Regions from separate parts of the Sus scrofa genome. Here region 2 is linked to region 1. A link is a contact called in public promoter capture Hi-C data. All regions are on one chromosome and are shown on one strand. The core of a region is the stretch at or near the end of the contact, and the rest is flanking DNA. Distances in the headings are between cores, read along the strand shown.

Region 1 (5,105 bases), core at 1,108-3,607:
AGTTCTGATCCTCTGAAGTTGTGTGGATGGGGTGGGGAAAGTCAGCTGAGTCATTTGACAGGAAGAGTGAGAGTATCCCTCTCCCGGAAGATCCCTTCTCCACCTGTCCCTCATGGCACACCGCGACCTGTTGAAGATCGTTTTCATGCCTTCACTACCCCACGCTGCCCCTGTTCCGGGATGGCCAGACCCAGGAGCCCATGTCATCAACTAGTCCATCCCAAGGAAAGACAGGCCTGTGTCGTTCCCACCCCATCCATAGGTGTCTTAGGCACTTTCTTCCTCTCCACCTCCCCCACCATACCCAGCCTGAGTAACTTCCTTACAACTGTGATTGTGAGCCCCAGGGTCGCTGTGAGCCCCGTGCTTATCAAAAGTGTAGGGAGAAAGGAGAGAGGAAAAGATCCTGTTTCCATTCCTAGACTGGGTTGGCAGAGATCTCAAAAAGCTGTCTCTTCCGGCCCCTGCCCACACGCAAGCACATCACACACTGATAGACACAAGAACACAGAAGCCCCTGCAGCCCCAGATGTACAGACACACACAAGCACACACAGGCACAGACACACACAGGAAGACACACAAAGATGTATACGCATTCACAGAGAGGGATACACACACAGACACACTTGTGCCCACTGATATTTCCCTGGGTAAGGCTGGCTGGCATTCCCAGCCTTCATTCTTGGGACACGCTCCCTGATATCCAACTTCTACCAATCAGTATGCGACAAAGGCTGTGTTCCTTCCAGTCGGTTCCTAAGCAGACACAGAAAGGTGTGGGCAGAGGCTCTCTTACTCCTTATCCACCCAGACCCGCTGCTCCCTATCACTCCTCCTACCTTCTCATTCCATTTTCCTGCTGCCCCCCCCCCAATTCAGCCTGCCTCATTTCCTCTGAGTGGTCACAGGGCTGCCGTGCCTCTAAAGCCCACATCTTGAGTCCATCACCTTATGTTCACCCCATCACTCACATCCTTGCTTCTCACCCCAAAACCGTGCCAGTGGTTTGGGCTCAGCACTGAGAATGGTTTCAGCCTCCTCACTCAGCACCATCCTCAAAGGGCAGCTCCTAATTTTCTGATGCTTATATCTCCCATGGTTGATTAGAGGTCCCTGCCACTCTGGTCTGTGTCTCCCTTGGGTCACCCCTTGGTCAGCAGTTCTTCTCTTTCACTGAGCCTCAGAGGCACAGTTCTCTGGGCACCGTGCGGCATGGGATGGTGTGAATGTGTGAGCGGAGGATAGAGTCCCTCAGGCTGGTCCTTCTTGGCTCAGGTCTCCCTGGCCCAAGCGCAGATTTCCATCTGGTGAGCACCTGGGTGAGCAAGTCCTCCCCACATTAGTTAGCATGGGTTTCTTTGGGAAACGCTTTCCTCACAGCCTGCTCACACATCATTTTCCACTCCCTTTTTCCATCACATATGTGTCCCATTGCTGGTTTTCACATCTCCAATTTGTAGTTTGTACCTACCTTCCCATGGATGGTATTTCTTCTTCTCCTCTGACCTCCACCGGGTTTTTACACAGTTCTTCCCCCAGTGACCCCTGGAGCATCTACCCAGTGGGCTAGGAAATGATGCCTGCCAGGAGAACCTGTGTTCCCCTCCTCCATATCTGCTAGGGGGTCCTGGGTCCTAGCCCGCCCCCTCACAGCCCCTTCCCACTCCCCCAGGTAGATGGCCCCTCCAGAGCAGGCCCTGCGGACACCCCTCCCTCCGGCTGGCGGATGCAGTGCCTAGCGGCCGCTCTTAAGGACGAAACCAACATGAGTGGGGGAGGGGAGCAGGCCGACATCCTGCCGGCCAACTACGTGGTCAAGGATCGCTGGAAGGTGGTGAGTGAGTGACCTGGCCGGGCGGGGGAAAGGGCGGGGGGAGGATGGGAGGAGAGACCTGTTAAATCAGTTGCCCTCTGTGTCCCTACCGTAAGAAGGAGGTGTCCCTGAGCTCATTTGCCTACGACTTGCAGGTCATTATTTTGCCTCCACTTGTGGACAATCGCTTTCTGCCGGTCCCTCTCTCCAGTCCCGCCGTCTTTCACTCCTTTCCCCGCTAGGTCACGTTGGTCGGGTCCAGACTGGAACAACTCCTGGTTGGATGTCAGAGCAGGAGCTGCAGAGCTCAGTGGGGGGAGGAGGGCGAGGGTGGGGGAGGGGGCTCTTTCTCTGCTGGACCTTGGAGAAGGGCAGTGAGCGAGCCCCTCCTCTTCCGCATAGGACAGAAAAGCTTGGGTTCGGGGAAAGAGGCCCTGCAGGCGGCTCCTACCGCACTCGCACTCCACCTTCTCCATACACCCTCCTCCCCTCACTGCTTCCTGCGGCAGGTGCAACACTCCGAGACTCCATCTCCCAGCGTGCCTTGCTTCTCCAGCCCGGGACTTCAGGCTGCTCTGCCTGCTGGGAGTTGTAGTCCGAGCCTCCTCAGGGCTTTGGGCTTCGGAAGGGAGGGCAACACTTAAGGATGGACGCAAAGGCAGTGTATCGTATTCTGAGTGGAACTGTAAATCAGTCCCGATCCCACCGTCCCCCTTCCTTTCTTTCTGATGCTTGAGAGCGCTCTGATGTCTTCTCATGGGAGCAGGATGAAGTGATCGGCTGTGAGCTGTGGGTCTGCATAGGGTGGGAGCGGGGGCTCAGCTCACCAACAGGGGAGGGGGCCGAGATTGAGAAGAGAGTGAGGCTTGGCTGCGGCCAGGTCTCCATGGCAATAACCACCCAGTGGGTAGGTCGCCTAGTGGCCCAGGGAGAGGGCAAAGATAACAGTGTTGTCAGAGATGTCTCTGGGACTGGGGAAGGCGCGTGGCGGGGGGGGGGGGGGGGGGCCTTGCTGGAGGAGCCAGATTACTGAGGGAAGGGGCTGTATATCCCAGAAAGGGATTTCCTGAGAGGGAGTGGAAAAGGATGGAAATTGAGAGAGGAGGACCCAGGGAAATACGCAAAGGAATGAGGATCTGGCAAAGTGAGGAGTGTTTCTCTAAGACCCTGTCCCCCATCCCGCTTGAGGTTCCACTCAGGACTTAGTCTCTGGCAGATTAGAGGCAGCAGGACTTTTGCAATGAAGAGATGGGAAAAAGAGAGTGTTCACACACATACTGACTTTGGGTTGGAACTTTCCAGTGCTTTTTGAGGGAGGGTGTGGGAGATGAGTGGGGAGAGAAGTGTCAGGGGTTAGGGGAGGGCAGGAGACAAGCCCTCAGTCGTGGCCAGTGTGACCCCTCTCTTTCCCTTCCTTCCCTCCCTGGTCCCTCGAGAATTAGAGAGGGTGGGGTACCAGATATTTCCCCTCAGCCAGTCCCCATGAGGGATAGATGGGGAGTGAGGCACCACTCAGGAACCAAGAACAAGCTGTCCTGATGGGCTGTGTGAGGAGGAAATGAGGGTCCGTGGTACTAAATGGGGCATTTCATTTTATTTTATTTTATTTGTCTTTTTGCTATTTCTTTGGGCCGCTCCCGCAGCATATGGAAGTTCCCAGGCTAGGGGTCTAATCGGAGCTGTAGCCACCAACCTACGCCAGAGCCACAGCAACATGGGATCCAAGCTGCATCTGCAACCTACACCACAGCTCACGGCAACGCCGGATCCCCAACCCACTGAGCAAGGGCAGGGGCCGAACCCGCAACCTCATGGTTCCTAGTCGGATTCGTTAACCACTGCGCCACGACGGGAACTCCAGGCATTTTAAAATAAGAGCATTTTTTTCTTCTTGAGGGGTGCCTCTCAGCATCAGAATATCAAATTTAGCATTTTTTGAGCACTTACTATTGTCAGGTACTGTGCAAAATGACTTACATGTATTATCTCAGCAACCTATGGAGTAGATACTCCTGTTAGCCTCGTTTCACAGGGGTGGAAACTGAAGCGTAGAGCTTAGTTAACTTGCCAAATTCCCATGACTAGTTGGTAGAACCAGGTCTGTCTGACTGCAGGGGCAACAGTCACTGAGTTACGCCACTTGCTAAGAATTAGCCCACCCAAGAATCAGGATCATAGACGGAGTTCCCTGGTGGCTCAGTGGGTTAAGGAACTGACATAGCAACTGCCGTGGCTCAGCTTTGATCTCTGGCCCTGGAATTTCTGCATGCTGCAGGCATGGCCAAAAAAAATAAATAAATAAAATAAAATAAAATAAAGAAAAAAGAAAAAAAAAAAAAGAATCAAGATCATAGAACCAAAGGAGAATTGTGACCTATTCTAGTCTAACTCTCATTTTGCAGAAGGGGAAAAGTGGGAACTTACCCCAGGTCACCCAGAGCTGGGCCAATAAACTAGGTTTCCTTTTTTCTAAATGAATGCTGGTCCTGTTGTGTCCTCTTTCTCCAGGTCCTTTGGTGGGGGAGAATGTCATGAAAAAATTTAGGAGGGGAGGACAAGGGTCTGATGCAGGGCGGTTGAGAGAACATTCTTGTTCCTGGGCTGTGGGTAAGGCTGATGTGTGACTTCGTGGGCCTTACACACTTTGCCTTCACAGGCCCCCCTATGTTCTGTAATGGGGGGGGAATGGAGGAGGGAGCTACGGAGGGAGAGATAGGCCCTGTTTGGAGGTGAAGGTGGTAGAGAACTACCCTTTGGCCCCCTGGGAAGTTGGGGAGTAGGTATCAGATATGTCTTGGCTGCTCTAAGCTCTCCTTACTATCTCCAGCGAGGATTTTGGAGCCTGGCAGGTCTGGGTTTGAATCTCAGCACGTATACTTTGAATCTCCGTGTGTCAACGGTTCGTGTAACATTGCAGTTAGGAGTGTGGATTCTGCATCAGATTACCTGGATTCAGAGGAAATCTGGCTTTGCCACTTACTGGCAGCGTGACTGGGGGCAGGGTACTTTTAACTCTCTGTGCCTTAGTTTCCTTTTGTGCAAAATGACAACTCCTGTGACCTTCCTCACCTGTGTGGTTGGGAGCCTCTGGGGATGAGCTGAGATGATGTCTTCGAGTGTGGATCACAGAACCCAAGGTGTGGGGGGTTGTATCCTCCCCTCATTCCTACAACGTCAACTGCAAAGGAATCTAGAAGATACTAGAATCTCCCCTGAGTTTAAAGTTCCCCAGAGGAAGGCAGTCCATGGCTTCCCTTGAGTCTACATCTGTCCCCTCCTGCTCTGAAAT
Region 2 (5,105 bases), core at 681-3,180, 58 kb after region 1:
AGCTGGGGATCTGTAGAGGTAGGAGCCCACACCACCAATGTTCACCCCTGCAGAAAGAAGAGGGGAGGTCAGGCTTGAGCCTCCAGCTCCCAGGCACAAGGAGGGTTTTGTTGTCCCCTGGCCCCTTCCAGGCTGGTACTTACCCCTGGGTCCAAAAAGAACCCCATAGCATGGCTTGTGGCAATACGGCCTTCCGTTGTGCTAGGCACGAGGAGAGGGAAGAGGATTGCTTAGGGCCCAAGAGGGCCTCCCCTGTGCCCCACAATCTTTTCCCCAAGACAGCTGCCGTTTGTATCTTTCTACTGGCCTGGGTTGGTGGGTCTAGGAGTAGTGAGGGGTGGGCTGGCATGCCAGAAGTGCCACTGTGGTTGGGGGAAAGGGAAAGAGCAGGTCAGGAAGCACTGCTGCTTCTCTTTCCCACCTGACAAAAGGCATGAGATCCACCTGCACAACTCAGGCTCCCCAGATACTGGATGGTGTGGTGCCTCGTGGGTAATTCGATTTGGGGAGTTGGCTGCCGAGGTTGATGGTGGTGGGCTGATGGGGCTGAAACTGGGAGCTGGTGACAGGCACAGGGCTGTGCAACCCAGCCAAGCCTCACCTCTGCATGCCCTCCTGGGGACAGGACGTTGTGGCAGTGCTCACATTTCAGGCAGAAGCGGTGCCAGTTCTTGCCCAGGGAGCTCACCTTCTCTGCTGTGGGGGGACAAGGTTGAACCAGGCAGCGGGGAGCCAGGCCAGGCAGAAGGTGCACTCCTTTTTTCCCTGGGTCCCACCCGCCCGGATTCCTAGAGACAATGGGGAGTGTCTCTGGGAGGCCAGCTCCATCCCGCCAGAGTGCCCTGCGCCCCAGAGGTCTGGAACCACAATTTCGCCACCTCCTTGGGTACTTATGGAACCCAACGGCTCCCACTCGCCCCGTCTTCTCCTCCCCTTCCTCCGTCCCAGCCTCACCAAAGAAAACGGGCTGCAGACAACGGGGGCAGATCCAGCTCATGGCTCCATGCGCTGAGCAGCCGGCACTGCACACCTTAGGCAAGTCCGCTGGAGCTCAGGTCCCACCTCCTCCACTGGCCCCGCCCACGGCTCAGCTGTGAGCCTTGCCTTGCGGAACCCGCTGCTCTTCCACGTTCAATGGCCGCCAGAAATTTAGAACCACTTCGGGGATGTAGGCAATTTTGACGTTACTTCTAAACATTAAGCTTTGGACCGGTGGAGAGGAGAGAAGGTCCTGAAGCTAGACAGAAGGAAACTCTCCAGGGTATAGACGCCATGACAATACCATTATTTCCCCAAAGCTAGGGGTTAGGCATTATTTGAAATATTTTAATTCCGCCTTTCAGTGGCAGGTGTTAAGAGCGGGGGAATCTGGAGCTTATCTTTGTCTTATTTACTCACTCTTTAGCTTTAGGCAAATTACTTAACCCTCTTCTGCCTCTGTTTTCTTACCTGTACAACGAGTAATGTAATAAGTCTCTCCCTCATAGGATTGTGGTGAGAATTAGATGTTAATTCGTGCAAAGTGCCCAAACAGTACCTGGCACCTAAATGCTATAAAAGTGATAAGTATCATTATGATGGATCCCATAATGAACCCACGACTCTTAGTTTGGAAGCCCCCAAATGTGGTCTGCATACTATGGTTTGCTCATAAAATGATAATGCTTATTCAATATAAAAGTATAATTCAGACATCAATTACATATTCCTAATTTAGTTTAAGATGTTTTAATATTTGTTAAAAGTAGCTCAGCAGTGCTTCAAAGGACACTTCAAGAAATTCAAACCTACAGAATGGGAACAAATATTTGCAAACATATCTGATAAGGTTCTACTAATCAGAATATGTACAAGACTTTTATTTTATTTTGTTTATTTATTTATTTTGCTATTTCTTGGGCCGCTCCCGCGGCATATGGAGGTTCCCAGGCTAGGGCTTGAATCGGAGCTGTAGCCACTAGGCTACGCCAGAGCCACAGCAACGCGGGATCCGAGCCGCGTCTGCAACCTACACCACAGCTCACGGCAACGCCGGATCGTCAACCCACTGAGCAAGGGCAGGGATCGAACCCGCAACCTCATGGTTCCTAGTCGGATTCGTTAACCACTGCGCCACGACGGGAACTCCAAGACTTTTAAAACAATAAAAAGACAACCCAAATAAAAGATGGGAAAAAACTCTGAATAGACATTTTTCCAAAGACAATATACAAAGGTCAACAAACATATGAAAAGATGCTTATCATTTGTCATTAGGAAAATGAAAATCAGTACCACAGTGAGAACATTTTACACCTACTAGAATGGCTACATTAAAAAAGGAGAGTGTTAGTGAGGATAGCAAAACTGGATCCTTCATACAAAGTTGACGTGAATGTAAAATAGTGTACCCCACTGAAAAAGTCTGGCAGTTCCTCAAAAAGCTACAATTTTATAGTCACCCTATGATCCTTGCACTCCTCACACACACAAAGTGCATGTTCACACAAAAACTTGTGGATGAATATTCATAGCACTGCTATTCACAATAGCCGAAAGCTGGAAAAACCCAAAGTCCATCAGCTGATGAATGGATAAACAAAATGTAATCTTTCTGGAGTTCCTGTTGTGGCTCACTGGTGATGCTGACTAGTACCCAGGAGGACTCAGGTTCGATTCCTGGCCTTGCTCAGTGGGTTAAGGATCCGGCACTGCCATGAGGTGTGGTGTAGACCGGCAGCTGCAGTTCAGATTAGACCCCTCGCCTGGGAACTTCCATATGCTGCACCTGTGGCCTAAAAAGCAAAAACAAAAACAAAACAAAACAAAACAAAAACACCTCTATCTATGATAGAATGTTATTCAGCCATAAAAAGGAATAGAGTACTGTGATCATCATTGTACAACCATAAATGTAATAAATTGAGTTTAAAATTTTAAAAAAATAAAAAAGGGAACAGAGTACTAATGCATGCTACAACATGGATGAACCATAAAAATATTAAGTGAAAGAAGCCAGATACACACCACCGCATATGACATGTTCAAAATAGGGAAATCTATAAAGCTAGGAAGTAGATCAGTGATTGCTAGGGGTTTAGGGGAGGGGCAATTGAGAGCATCTGCTAATGGGTACCAGGTCTCCTATGGGAAGATGAAAATGATCTGGCATTAGATAATGGTGATATTTACCCAACCTCACTGGATATTCTAAAAATCATTGAATTGTATACTTTTAAGGGTGAAATTTATGGTATGTGGATAAGGTCTTAATAACACCTGAAGGTAACTTTTTTTTTTAAAGATAGCTCAGCAAATGAGGGGCAGGGCCACAGCCAAGGAGACAAGCCCTCGATAAAGTATCATGGTGAAATGAAGAGTTTTCTGGAGTATGTTCCTCTGTTTTATCAGGGCGGTTTGTCAAAGAGCTGAAGGGGCTGTGTGTGCTAAACCCATCACTGGGCTACAGCACTGTGCCCTGCTGGGTGAAAGGAGTTCTATTTGTGTCTTGGGAATCTGAGACCCTCTCTGGACTTTAGATTCCTCAGCAGGGCAATGGGGATAGGACTGGTGTCTCTGAACTTCTACTCAACACTCCTTTCTTCACTTGTCTCCATGGGTACTTTTTGCTTCTAACAACACTGGTTTTATCTTCCTTGATGACTTCTAAAGGTGGAAGGCTTGCACACTGTGAAGTGAACTTCTACACTTTCTCATTTATTTTTAGTTTTGGGGGAATATTTCAAGATCCTTAGTTTTATAACTGTGTCTTAAAGGGATTCCTCTTTAACATGTTTGAAAAATGTTAAAGTTTTAGTCTCCACTGATATTTTACTGTCCTGTTTCTGCCTCTCAGGTGTTTATTCTTCAGGAAGGCAGATCAAGATTCACTGCCTTTTGCTCTCTATGGCTCTCATGAAGAAGGTCACACATTAGGAGGTTGGGAGGACTCCGTTATTGTATTTATTCTTGGACATGCTGCCTCCTTTAGGAAAGCTAACTTCATCACCCAAGAATCTATCCTCAGAACTTCCAGGGCACATCAAATAATCCTTTTCTAAGGTTCCCCAGCTCTCTCTGCATTGATCGCCTTGTGCCCATGCCTCAGCCTTCGAAATGGGCCATCTTTACCATGGCATCCAGCACAGGGCCCCAAACAAAGAAACAAGCATCAGAGCATGACTTACCATGGTGCTTTCACACAACTTGCTATGAGTCAGTGGGCAAATGCTTTACTGCTCCCCATTTCTGAGGCCTTCCTATATCACATGGCCACAACAAACACAGTGTGCCCTATCTCTTCTATTTCAGTGCTTAGGAAAGACTAGTTGAGGTTCTTCCTTGCCAAATATTTGCCATCCATTTGCAGTACAGCAAATCACAGTATTCTACTTTTCTTCCTTGCCTGGCTTCCATTGTTCTAACACTAAAAATCTTTGTAAAGAATGTTAACAGGGAAAATTCACATCTCTTGTAGGAGTGTATCTGCAGTTACTGAGAGTGGCTATTTTGAATACTCTGTGTGACTAAAACCTCTAAAATGATATTTTAACAAATACCACAAATGAGTAAGTCCAGTAGAGTGGAAGTTTGTATCATCTCTGGTAAGAGGCAGGCCCCTCTTTCATAAAGATGACTATTCCCTTGGTGCCCCACCTCCCAGCCCTTTGCTTTTTCCTGCACAGACCTCTGTCACAGTATCTGTAAATGTTGGGTTACACTTACTTTGCTTCTTCAATTAATAGGATTGATTGAGACTTATTTCTGTATCTGTAGCACAAAGTATAGGGTGGGTGCTCAGTAAAATGACAATTACAATACAAATTACTATTACAATAAAAATCTCCCATTAACACTCTTTACTTCATGTTTTTAAAAACTCTATTGTTAGGGAGAGGGAGGGAGTGGGAGGGATCGGGAGCTTGGGGTTATCAGATACAACTTAGAATAGATTTACAAGGAGATCCTGCTGAGTAGCATTGAGAACTATGTCTAGATACTCATGTTGCAACAAAACAAAGGGTGGGGAAAAAAATGTATACATGTAAGGATAACTTGACCCCTTGCTGTACAGTGGGAAAATAAAAGAAAAAATAAATAAAAATAAATAAAAACTCTATTGTTAG

What was found. Promoter capture Hi-C pulls out the DNA fragments that hold promoters and counts their contacts.
Region 2: a contact with region 1 is called in a promoter capture Hi-C map of liver, with 2.8 times the contacts expected there. The contact joins the promoter of CRIP3 here to the enhancer-like site in region 1. A contact is called at or near these places in 2 of 5 promoter capture datasets (fetal liver and liver) and 6 of 47 Hi-C or Micro-C datasets (embryonic fibroblasts, epiblast stem cells, fetal liver and 2 more).

What each region holds. Positions count from the first base shown.
Region 1 is chr7:38,277,839-38,282,943 of Sscrofa11.1, forward strand. TTBK1 (tau-tubulin kinase 1) reads left to right here. Exons shown (of 15, transcript XM_001929304.5): 2 at 1,676-1,837. The coding sequence starts at 1,730. Among named protein-coding and RNA genes, the nearest start is that of TTBK1, 3.9 kb to the left of the region's middle. Within about 2 kb of position 2,358, at least 41 of the 83 cell types and tissues checked have an H3K27ac peak or open chromatin away from gene starts, as enhancers often do. A contact at or near this core is called in epiblast stem cells, fetal liver and liver, where this site is marked.
Region 2 is chr7:38,336,696-38,341,800 of Sscrofa11.1, forward strand. CRIP3 (cysteine-rich protein 3) reads right to left here and starts at 1,931. Exons shown (of 8, transcript XM_021098749.1): 1 at 955-1,931; 2 at 602-696; 3 at 144-201; 4 at 1-47. The coding sequence starts at 997.